Linked DNA regions of Mus musculus: regions 2 and 3 are each linked to region 1. Evidence: chromatin contacts called from public ChIA-PET and Hi-C data. All regions are on one chromosome and are shown on one strand. The core of a region is the stretch at or near the end of the contact, and the rest is flanking DNA. Distances in the headings are between cores, read along the strand shown. Region 1 overlaps Denr (density-regulated protein). Region 2 has its middle 16 kb from the start of Gm23458. Region 3 holds the start of Mlxip (MLX interacting protein).

Region 1 (3,271 bases), core at 194-2,693:
GCTGTTCTAGACTCTGGGAAGGATTAGAAAACAGTAAGGCTCTGCCTGTTCTCTACATGTAACTTAACATTCACTGAGCAGCTGTTGGTATTAGGGGCAGGAGGGCAGTCAGGGTACACAGGTGTAATCGGTAGCAGAGGGAAACAAGAAATACACATCTGGGACAGTCTCGGTGGTGGTGTGGAAGGGGAGGGGTTGTGGAGAGTTGGAGGAGACTGTAGAGGTGAGCACAGTTGGTAGGAATAGGCGGGAAGGTAGAATTTAAGCAGGGAAAGCGGTAGGAAAGGATGGGGAGTGGAGATTTGCAGGCATTGTGGTGTGCTTGACAATGGTCTTTGAAGTAGGAGCAGAAAATTGAGACAGTTGGGTCTGGGACCTAAGTGTGGGGACTTGGGTCTTAGATGCTGTTGGTCACTGAAGGATTTTGAGCAAAGAAGCTATGTTCTCCCGTAGCTTCATGTCTGGCAGCAGGATAAAAGTTGGAGGAAGCAGACTTAGTGACTGACCAGCCTACAGGAAGATTCAGTCAGAACTAAGTGGGGTTTAGAAGAATGGTGTCATGGACCTACAATCCCAGCTGCTCAGGAGACTGAGGCAAGATCATCTGAGACCAGGAATTCCCGCCTAGCCTGGGTGGTAGTGTTATGTGGCCGTCTCTCCTCCTCTGTGTTTACTTACGAGTCTGTGTGTGTCCTCACCATGGGTCCTCACAGATGCTGGTTGAGGCTGGCAGATCTCCTGGAGTTACAGGTGGTTGTGGGCCCCTGATGTAGGTGCTGGGAACTAAACTCCCATCTTTGCAAGAGCAATGGGTGTATTAAAGTGCTGTGCCACCTCTCCAGCCCCTGGAGAGATACGAGTTAGAGGACACTGGTGTTATCTCAGCTAGAGACTTACTTAGCAGGGATTTAGAGGACAGCTTGACTTTATTTAGAAAACATGTTTTATGCTTCTGCTTGTGCCATTGTGTTTCATTCAGAGAAATGAGTAATGCACAATTGTCTTGAGGAAGCTCTCATCTTAGCTAAAGACTAACACTTATAGGTGAGTTAGGAAATACTAAACAGTTTGATAGTACATCAGCAGACAATTGTCTTTAGATCAAAATGTCAGGGTACTGTCACTTGAAATAATCGTGTATCTTTTACCTCTGAAACCTGCAGAGCAGTATTTGAGAAGTAAGTGGTAGAGACAGTGATGAAGGCAGACAGGCTGGTGCATGCTGGTGACCTCAGCACCCAGGAGGCGGAGGCTGCAAGGTCATGGCATTTGAAGCTAGCTAGAGTGTGTTTCCTGCCTGGTACTCAGTATTCTTGGAGTGTTAAGAGAGGGAAAACCCTAGAATATTTGATTGAGAAATAGAAGAGATGGTGACACATAGGTGACTTTAAAAAGGAGACAGCTGGGGGTGGGGGCTGGAATGAAGTACTCTGTCAGCTAGGAAGTGGTTAGGAGGCTTGTGGTCCCATGGCTCTAACCTCTCTCATCTTTTTTCTCCCCATCTCTAGTCTGTTCATTACCAACAGAGGTAAGTCCTGCTCGGCGGGTTTGTTGTTCTCTTTTTTCTGCATATGAGATCACTCTTGATGTTAGAGCTAATCTAAGAACTTCTGTTTTTCATTTCCTATCATTTGATAGCATTTCAACTTTTTTTTAAATTAATTTATTTATTTATTATATGTAAGTACACTGTAGCTGTCTTCAGACACACCAGAAGAGGGAGTCAGATCTCATTATGGATGGTTGTGAGCTACCATGTGGTTGCTGGGATTTGAACTCTGGACCGTTGGAAGAGCAGTCGGTGCTCTTAACCACTGAGCCATCTCTCCAGCCCCCGCATTTCAACTTTTTATAGACAACTTTGGATCAGAATAGTTTGTGTGTATGTGTGAGAGTGTGCGTATGTAACATGTTCCACAGTGCACCTGTGTAGGGCCGAGGAAAACTTGGAGTCAGTTCTCTCCTATCCTGTGGGTTCCAGGATACCAAAGTCACGCAAGCTTGGTGGCAAGGACATGAACTCACCTAGTCATCCTGCTGACCCTGGATCAGGAAATTTTTATCTTATAAATTAGACTTTTGAGTTGTCCATGTACCCTGTTACTTGCTTGTTTCTTTAAATTAGGGTCTTAGCTAGGTGTGATTGGTGCACACCTTTAAGCCTTTAATCCCAGTACTTAGAAGACACAGGCAGGTGGATGTCTTATTTGAAGCCAGCCTGGTCTACAAAGTAAGTTCCAGGATAATCAGAACTGCACAGAGAAACTGTCTCAACCAAAATTGAATGAATGTTGGAATGTTGGAAGGTCTTACTATGTTGCCTAGATTATCCTTGAACTCACACATTTAAACAATCCTCCTGCCTCAGCCTCTTGAATAGCTGTGACTATAGATGTCATTTTTTCTTAAAAAAAGATTTGAGTTACTTATTTATTGATTTTACTGTGTCTGTGCCTGCATGAGTTGTATATTGTGTGTGCACAGCAAGTGCCTTAGGTCAAAGGCGGCCTTGGAGTCGCTGGAACTGCAGTTACAGATGGTTGGCAGCTGACTGTGGGTGCCAGGACCTAAATCCAGGTCCCATGCAAGAGCTGTAAATACTCTGAACTGCTGAGCATCTCTGGCTATAGGTTTTAGATTTTTGTGTGGAATTCATAGTAGTCAGATGATGGAAGCAAATGACCTGAAAGCCAGGACGTAATGCTAGAGTGGAGGAAGAATGGGGAGGTCGCCGTGTAAGGCTTTCTCTCAGTCAAGCTCTGTGGACAAGTCAGGAAAATAATGAGGGCCGTGCTTTTGTAATGACAGGAGGTGGCCTCACTGTGTGCTTTATGACTTTGATCTCACAGTTCTTGACCTGGTCCTCTGAGTGCTGGGCTCACAGGCATGTGCCTGTGCACCTGGCTGTCACTCCTCCAGGGACCCTTCTGCTGTGTGGAGAAAGAAACTGCTGCCCCGAGGGGTCCTGATCTGGGCTGGCTGGCTGGCTGGCTTTCTTTCTTTCTTTCTTTCTTTCTTTCTTTCTTTCTTTCTTTCTTTCTTTCTTCCTTCCTTCCTTCCTTCCTTTCTTTCTTTTTCTTTCTTTCTTTCTTTCTTTTTTTAATATTTATTTATTATTATACATAAGTACACTGTAACTGTCTTCAGACACACCAGAAGAGGGCATCATATCTCATTACAGATGGTTGTGAGCCAGTGTGTGGTTGCTGGGAATTGAACTCAGGACCTTCGGAAAAGCAGTCAGTGCTCTTACTCTCTGAGCCATCTCTCC
Region 2 (3,271 bases), core at 379-2,878, 540 kb before region 1:
TTAATCCCAACACTTGAGAGGCAGAGGCAGGCGAATTTCTGAGTTCGAGGCCAGCCTGGTCTACAAAGTGAGCTCCAGAACAGCCAGGGCTACACAGAGAAACCCTGTCTCGAAAAACCAAAAAAAAAGAAAAAAAAAGAAAAGAAAAGTCACATTCTCGACATCACAGGCCTTTGGGTGTTGGGGCTCCGGGAAGTTTGTCTCTATTTTTTTGTCTTTTTGGTTTGGGGTTTGTTTTGCTTTGCTTTAGGGTTTTTTGTTGTTTTTAGGCAAGGGTTCACTTTCTGTCCTCCCTGTTTGTATCACAAAGGTGTTGAGAGTAAGTCCTCCTGGTGAGGTTTGATCTGTGGCTGTGTAATGCTAAATTCTGTACCGGAAGGGAAGGTCTAGACCTAAGTGAATTCTCCTGTTCACCAGTTTTTGTTGCACAAACCTTGATTTAAAGCTCTTGGTTAAATAAAATTGGCTCTAGCCAACTACTGGAGAGATTAGGGGTAGGTGAATTTTGAGTTCCCTGGTTGGGGGTGGAGAAGAGAGAAAAAATGGGGAGAGGACAAAAGGAGGAGGAAAAATGAGAGGAGAGGAAGCCAAGATGGATCACGGGCACATGGCCAAGAGAAAGGGCAAGTATCTGGGGTACACGCCTGGGGACATAGTCTAAGTCTCATTTATTTGTAAATCAGTTGGGGATAAGCTTAAATCAGTTGTTCTACACAAGGGTACCCCAAGCCTGAATTTTTTGTTTTTGTTTTTGTTTTAAAACGGGATCTTGCTGTGTAACTGAAATTGGCTTAAACTTGTGATCCTCCTGCCTCAGCCTCTGAAGTGTCAGGGTTGTAGAGGGATACATAGGCATGTACCGCCATGTTTGCCCCGCCCCCCGCCCCCCCCCCCCATCCATCAGATCTGTGTCCCATCGTGGATGTTACGTCTGCCTTCTCTGCTGCAGGAGGCTCTGGCTGACTCAGGTGGACACAATTGTACTGCGACCTCTTTTTGGCCTGTAGCTGCTTACCGGTGGTCAGGCTCCAACCAGAGCCATCTGGCTCGTTCTCAGCCCTTCCTCGTGGGCTTTTTCCTGCCGGTGCAGTCTCACTTCTTGCAGCTGAAACTTGGCTCTGGTCCCAGGCAGAGGGCTGAGGAAGTTTAGAGGTCCGAGAAGATGAATGGCTTCTTGTATCTGCTTCTCCTTCCCGCTCCTCCTCTTCATCGTGTACCGGGTTTTTTTTTTTTTTTTTTTTAAAACCGGAATTGATTGCTCAGCTAAATCAGTCCCTTCTAGGGAAATTTCAGCTGTATAAAACACAAGTCATGGGGACCTTGCTTACATAACAGGGTTTTGGTTTTTGTTTTTGGGGGTTTTTTGTTTGTTTAAAAAAAGGGGGGTGGTAGCCGGGCATGGTGGCGCACACCTTTAATCCCAGCACTCGGGAGGCAGAGGCAGGTGGATTTCTGAGTTCGAGGCCAGCCTTGTGAGTTCCAGGACAGCCAGGGCTACACAGAGAAACCCTGTCTGGAAAAAATACAAAACAAAAAAAAAGGAAGAAGACTCCACTGGCTCAGCTGGTGCACATTCATGGCGTGCTCGCTTTCCTGGGATTCACACTGCTCACATGCTTGCTCTGAGACTCTTGCCACATCTCCTACCCACATCTCTAGTCCCCAGTTCTGTCTCTTGTCCTGTGTCACTTTCTCCATGGCTCCAGCTGTCTCTTGACTATGTGGCGCTGCTTTCTTTCATATCTCCCTTCATGACGGGTAAACCCGTGCACAGAGCAGACATTGGTTGAGGACACTCTGTAAGAAGGACCCGGGCAGCTGTGACTCACTTGGCTGAAAAGTGAGCCAAAGCCCTAAGCAAGATGCCCGGCAGACAGAAAAAAAAAAACAAAACAAAAAACTCAAGTCCCTGGGAAAGCAACAATATGACTGAGGTCAGTGGTAGAGTTGAGGAGAGGTAGGGTAGGTCCTATAAGGTCAGCCAAGTTTAACTTCAAAGCTCACAGTAAACCGTTTAGGCAAGTTGCATTTCCCTCTGCCTCCACCAGAGGACGCCCTTCACTGTTTCTAATTGTTAGTCTGGGCTGTCCAGCTGAGGCAATCTCTAGACTACAGCTATTGGTTCAGGGATGGATGCGTGACCTAAAGAGGTGCAATGAGAGAGTCAGCTTGGGGAATTTCCAGGGCACTAGTTTAAAGATGGCTTTTGGAGCCCGTGTCCAGGTTGTTAAACGTGACCGAAGCCAACACAAAGTGTTGAGAGCCCGCGAGGCTGAGGTTTCATGTTAGGGAAGCAGCCCCAATTGCCTCTCTCCAACCTGTTGGTCCTGTGAGCCAATATATGCCCTGGAAGGGTTAGGCTAGTTTGTAGGAGTCTTTCCTCAGGTGAGACCCTCAGCCTACATCCCAGGGCTCAGAGTGTCTATTTGATGACTCCAGTCTTGACAGAGCCCTCCAACTCTTGAGTCCTCTTTGCTAAATATACAGGCAAGACAATGTAAGGGACATCTGTCCCGGCTCCAAACATCCCCTTTTAGAGCTGGGTAACAAGGATTTTGAAATTTCAAAGCTGAGAACAAGAAGATAAACAGAATAGCATGGACGTAATTCTCAGACTGTCCATACAGCCTTTCCCGGAGTCTTTGGCACTCTCCTGCTACCTGCTCACCCTCAGGCAAGTCTCTTACATTTTTCTCTTTGGTAAAACAGGGAGAATAATAGAGCCCGCTTCTAATTGTAAAAAACAATTACATTTTGGGGGGGAAGGAGAGGGTGATCGGGTTGAGAAAGTGCACATGCCACAGCCAGCATGGAGGACAATTTGCAGGATGATTGACATTGGACTTGCCCGACCAGGGTGCCCCACCCTGTGCATAGCCTGACTAGTCCCTGTGGGATAAGTGGAGCTCCCCGGATGCAGTCAGAGAAGAAGAGATTCTAGGGCTGAGGAGAGAACATGAATACAGGACTTCAGGTCAGATAACACATCCCAGCCCTGAGCACTGGGCTCAGGAATGCAAGCCCTGAGCAGGCTCAGTAAAGCAGCCTACTGGAGACCCTGTCTTCCAGTACCTGTTGCTTTTTCTCCATCTGCTCACTGAAAGGGCCTCCGGGAGGCAAGGAGAGGCAGTGATGCCAGGCCTTGGGTGCTGTGTCTCTCCGAGATACCCCCTCGGGATCCTGGTACCCATGGATGCAATTTGGCTGGAGGTCATGGCCTTTCTCTCTCCAGACCTTGGAGGAAATAACAATCTGCTTTGCATCAAGGAAC
Region 3 (3,271 bases), core at 565-3,064, 520 kb before region 1:
CCTCTGCCTCCCAAGTGCAGGAATTAAAGGCATGTACAGTATACCTGGCACCTAGGCTAATCTTACACTGCTTTCTGAGTGTTCCCTGTAGCTAGGGAACTACCTAGGCCAGCCATAACCCCCATTATATTTTCAGGTGTTTTTTTTCTCCATCACTTTTAAATATAATTACATACATGAGTACTGTATTTACACCATTTCCACTCCCCAACCCCCACCCAACTCCTCCCTTGTCTTTTTCTCACTCCCTTTGAAATGTGACCTCTTCTTTAATTATTATTTTTAAACATGCAGGCACACACACATGTATAAATATAGCCTGCTGAGTCCTTTTAGTATTGATAGGATGTGTTTAGAAAAGGTGACTATGTGGGGTTGGAAAACCCATCTTCTCCCTGGAGAATAACTCTTTCTCTCTCTCCCCCCCGCATCATTAGTTGCCTGAACTCCATTTAAGAGGGGGTCTTGTGAGATTTCCCCCATCCATCTTGGGATGTCAACTGGTGCTGCAATTTTGTAGTTCTTGTTTAGACCATGGAGATTTCACAGGTGTAGCTTCCTTGTCATATACAGAAGACACCCTGATCTTTTCCCCTCTTATAATCTCTCGTGGTGGTTACAAGGCCAGCCTTGTCTACATAAGGACTACATGTAGAGATTCTGTCTCCAAACAAAATCTTTTATTTATTTATTTTTACCTTTATTTATCGTGAGAAGCGCAGATGCCACAGTGGGGTTGGGGTGGTCAGAGATTAAGTTGTTGGGAGTCTTCTATCTTGTGGGTCCCACGGGTTGGAATGAAGGTCAGACTTAACAGCAAGTGCTTTTATTTACCTACTGAACCATCTCACTGGATTTCCTAAAATATAAAATAAAATAAAAGTGTCTTTGAGACAGGGTATCATGCAGTTCAAACTAACCTAGAATTTGGGGAACTTCTGATCCTCCCACCTCTGCTCCCCTCCTGTTAGGATTGCAGGCACGCGCATGTGTTACCATGACTGGCTCATTGCTATTTTTAGGTTGACACAACTTTCTGAGACCTAGGAATTGCAGTAAAGACAACTAGGCTCCAAACTTCCCCTTTGGAATTTGGCTTCTGGGCCAAACTTCCAAACAATAGCGACAGTATTTTGATTTGTGGCTGAAGTTGTTGGGTCTGGAGGCAGACAGCTAGGCTCCTGCAGAACTCTACTACTGTTTAAGAGCGGTGATGCCCAGGAGCCATGCCTTAACCCGGGAGAGTCAGTTTCTGCCCCTAAGGATGTGATGATTCTGTGAGCCTTGCTCTTGGGTCTTGTTGGAACCTTAGGCACACCCCTTAGAGTGTAGGTAACTCAATCTTCTCATCAACAAAATGGGGACGGTAGACAAAATCAGGAAGGCTTTTGAGGACTCAGTTCCGGGTATGGAGGGAGAAAGCTGGCCTAATGTGGGGGAAGGAGCTCCACCCCTACCCACCACGTGGAGTGCCCTCCTTGCCCGCAGTGAGGCCGCAGGGCTATTCCCAAGCTCCGGGCGTGGCGGAGGCGGGGCAGGGGCTGGAGCCAGACTAGTTGAACAGACAGCCAATGCCGCCCTGAGCCCAGGCTCCCCGAGAGGCGCGGCCTGGCTTTCTCGTCTCTCTACTCCAGGGCCAGCCGGAGGGGAAAGAGGACAGCCAGGGGCCGGGCGTGGAGGCGTGGCCTCCGGCTTTTTTTTTTTTTTGTCCGCCCGGAGAAGAAAAGCTTCCTCCTGCACCTTTAAGAGGCAGAGGCGAGCATCCGATTGGCCAAGACGACAGTGACGTTACGAGGAGGCCCGCGCCCTCCCCCTCAGGCCGCGCGTTCCCGGGCAGTCTGCGCGAGGGCCGGGCCGGGTCGGGCCGGCGGCCCCCTCCGTTCCCCGTGCTTCTCCGCTTTACGTCGCCCCGGCTCCCGGGGGATGCCCCGGACCAGGTTCTCCTCATGGCTGCCGACGTTTTCATGTGTTCGCCGCGCCGGCCCCGCAGTCGGGGCCGTTCGGTGCTGCTCAAGCCTCAGGTGCCCGAGGACGACGACGACTCGGACACAGACGAGCCGTCTCCGCCGCCCCCCTCCGGCGTGGCCACTTCAGCCCGGGCCCACGCGAGCGCCGCGCCGCTGCCGCCTCGGGCCGGCCCGGGCCGCGAGGAGCCTCCGCGCCGACAGCAGATCATCCACAGCGGCCACTTCATGGTGTCCTCTCCGCACCGCGAGCACCCGCCCAAGAAGGGCTATGATTTCGACACGGTCAACAAGCAGACGTGCCAGACCTATAGCTTCGGCAAGACCAGCTCCTGCCACTTGTCCATCGATGCGTCGCTCACCAAGCTCTTCGAGTGCATGACCCTGGCCTACAGGTAGGGGACCCGGTGACGCCCCCACCCGACTCCCAGACCTGGCCGAGCCCCATCTTCACCCCGGTCTCTCTTGAACAAAAACCCAGCTTGGACCTTTGGCTTCACACTGTCCCTTTGGAAATTCCTTCTAGGACGATTTGTGAGTCTGGGGTCTCCACCATGGAGAGAGGCGCCAGGGTTCCGGCCTTGTAGCCCTGTCAGCCGGTCGTTCCTGGGTTCTTCCGGCTTCGTGTTCCCCATCCAGGCCCTCCCCTCCTCCAATGCCCGTGGTCACCGGTTTTAGACAAGAGTTAGGTGTAGCTACAGGCTGTGTGTTGTTGTTTTCCTCCTTTTCTTTTGGCTCTGTGGACCCCTTCCTTCTATTGCTTTGTGTGTTTACAGCAACACCCAACGGTTAAGATCACCTGTCCAGGGTGGCTAGGGCGCTGGCTGCACTATCTTAATGATTGTGTAACGCCTTGGAGCCTGTTTCCTTGTCTATAAAGGGGGGCGGGGTGGGGGGTGACAGTAGTGTTGACCTCTAGGGGGCTGCTTCAGGGAAGGGTTGAGATAGGCCGAGTGGGTTTTTAGGTGCTGCTTAAATGTGAGTTACTTTTCCTGATTGTCCATGCATCTGGAGCCTGGGTTCTCTTACATCTCCTTTACAGGGAAATTCTGAGGCAGGACCCTTTGCACACAGTGGACTTGTGGAGTTTATTTTCCTGGGAAGTTGGAATTTGTTTTTGTTTTGTTTTGTTTGTTTGTTTCCTTTTTGAGCCAGGGTCTTTTGAGCAGATGCTGGCTGGCCTTGAACTCCTCCTGACTGCCCTGCCTCCGCTTCCCAAATTCTGTGATCACAAACATATGCCTCTCATGCCCACATCTGGCTAGAGGGTTTTCTGACTGACCCTAAAAACTTATGTGTGAGATGTC

The links. Hi-C and Micro-C count contacts between places; a contact is called where the count stands out from the background. ChIA-PET counts read pairs in DNA pulled down with a chosen protein or histone mark.
Region 2: a contact with region 1 is called in a Hi-C map of CD8 T cells, with 3 times the contacts expected there. The contact joins two enhancer-like sites. A contact is called at or near these places in 5 of 39 promoter capture datasets (HPC-7-derived erythroid cells, hippocampal neurons, liver and 1 more), 1 of 15 datasets of contacts at CTCF or cohesin (embryonic stem cells), 2 of 484 Hi-C or Micro-C datasets (CD8 T cells and pro-B cells) and 1 of 115 datasets of contacts at active chromatin or transcription factors (large pre-B cells).
Region 3: a contact with region 1 is called in an RNA polymerase II ChIA-PET map of memory CD8 T cells, with 5 read pairs. The contact joins the promoter of Mlxip here to the enhancer-like site in region 1. A contact is called at or near these places in 13 of 39 promoter capture datasets (the 3T3-L1 cell line, 3T3-L1-derived adipocytes, HPC-7-derived erythroid cells and 9 more) and 2 of 115 datasets of contacts at active chromatin or transcription factors (large pre-B cells and memory CD8 T cells).

What each region holds. Positions count from the first base shown.
Region 1 is chr5:123,913,683-123,916,953 of GRCm38.p6, forward strand. It overlaps Denr (density-regulated protein), which reads left to right. Exons shown (of 8, transcript NM_026603.4): 3 at 1,509-1,528. Among named protein-coding and RNA genes, the nearest start is that of Denr, 8.0 kb to the left of the region's middle. Within about 2 kb of position 1,444, at least 59 of the 459 cell types and tissues checked have an H3K27ac peak or open chromatin away from gene starts, as enhancers often do. A contact at or near this core is called in CD8 T cells and memory CD8 T cells, where this site is marked.
Region 2 is chr5:123,375,638-123,378,908 of GRCm38.p6, forward strand. No RefSeq gene overlaps it. Among named protein-coding and RNA genes, the nearest start is that of Gm23458, 16 kb to the left of the region's middle. Within about 2 kb of position 1,629, at least 92 of the 459 cell types and tissues checked have an H3K27ac peak or open chromatin away from gene starts, as enhancers often do. A contact at or near this core is called in CD8 T cells, where this site is marked.
Region 3 is chr5:123,392,984-123,396,254 of GRCm38.p6, forward strand. Mlxip (MLX interacting protein) reads left to right here and starts at 1,815. Exons shown (of 17, transcript NM_133917.3): 1 at 1,815-2,359. The coding sequence starts at 1,947.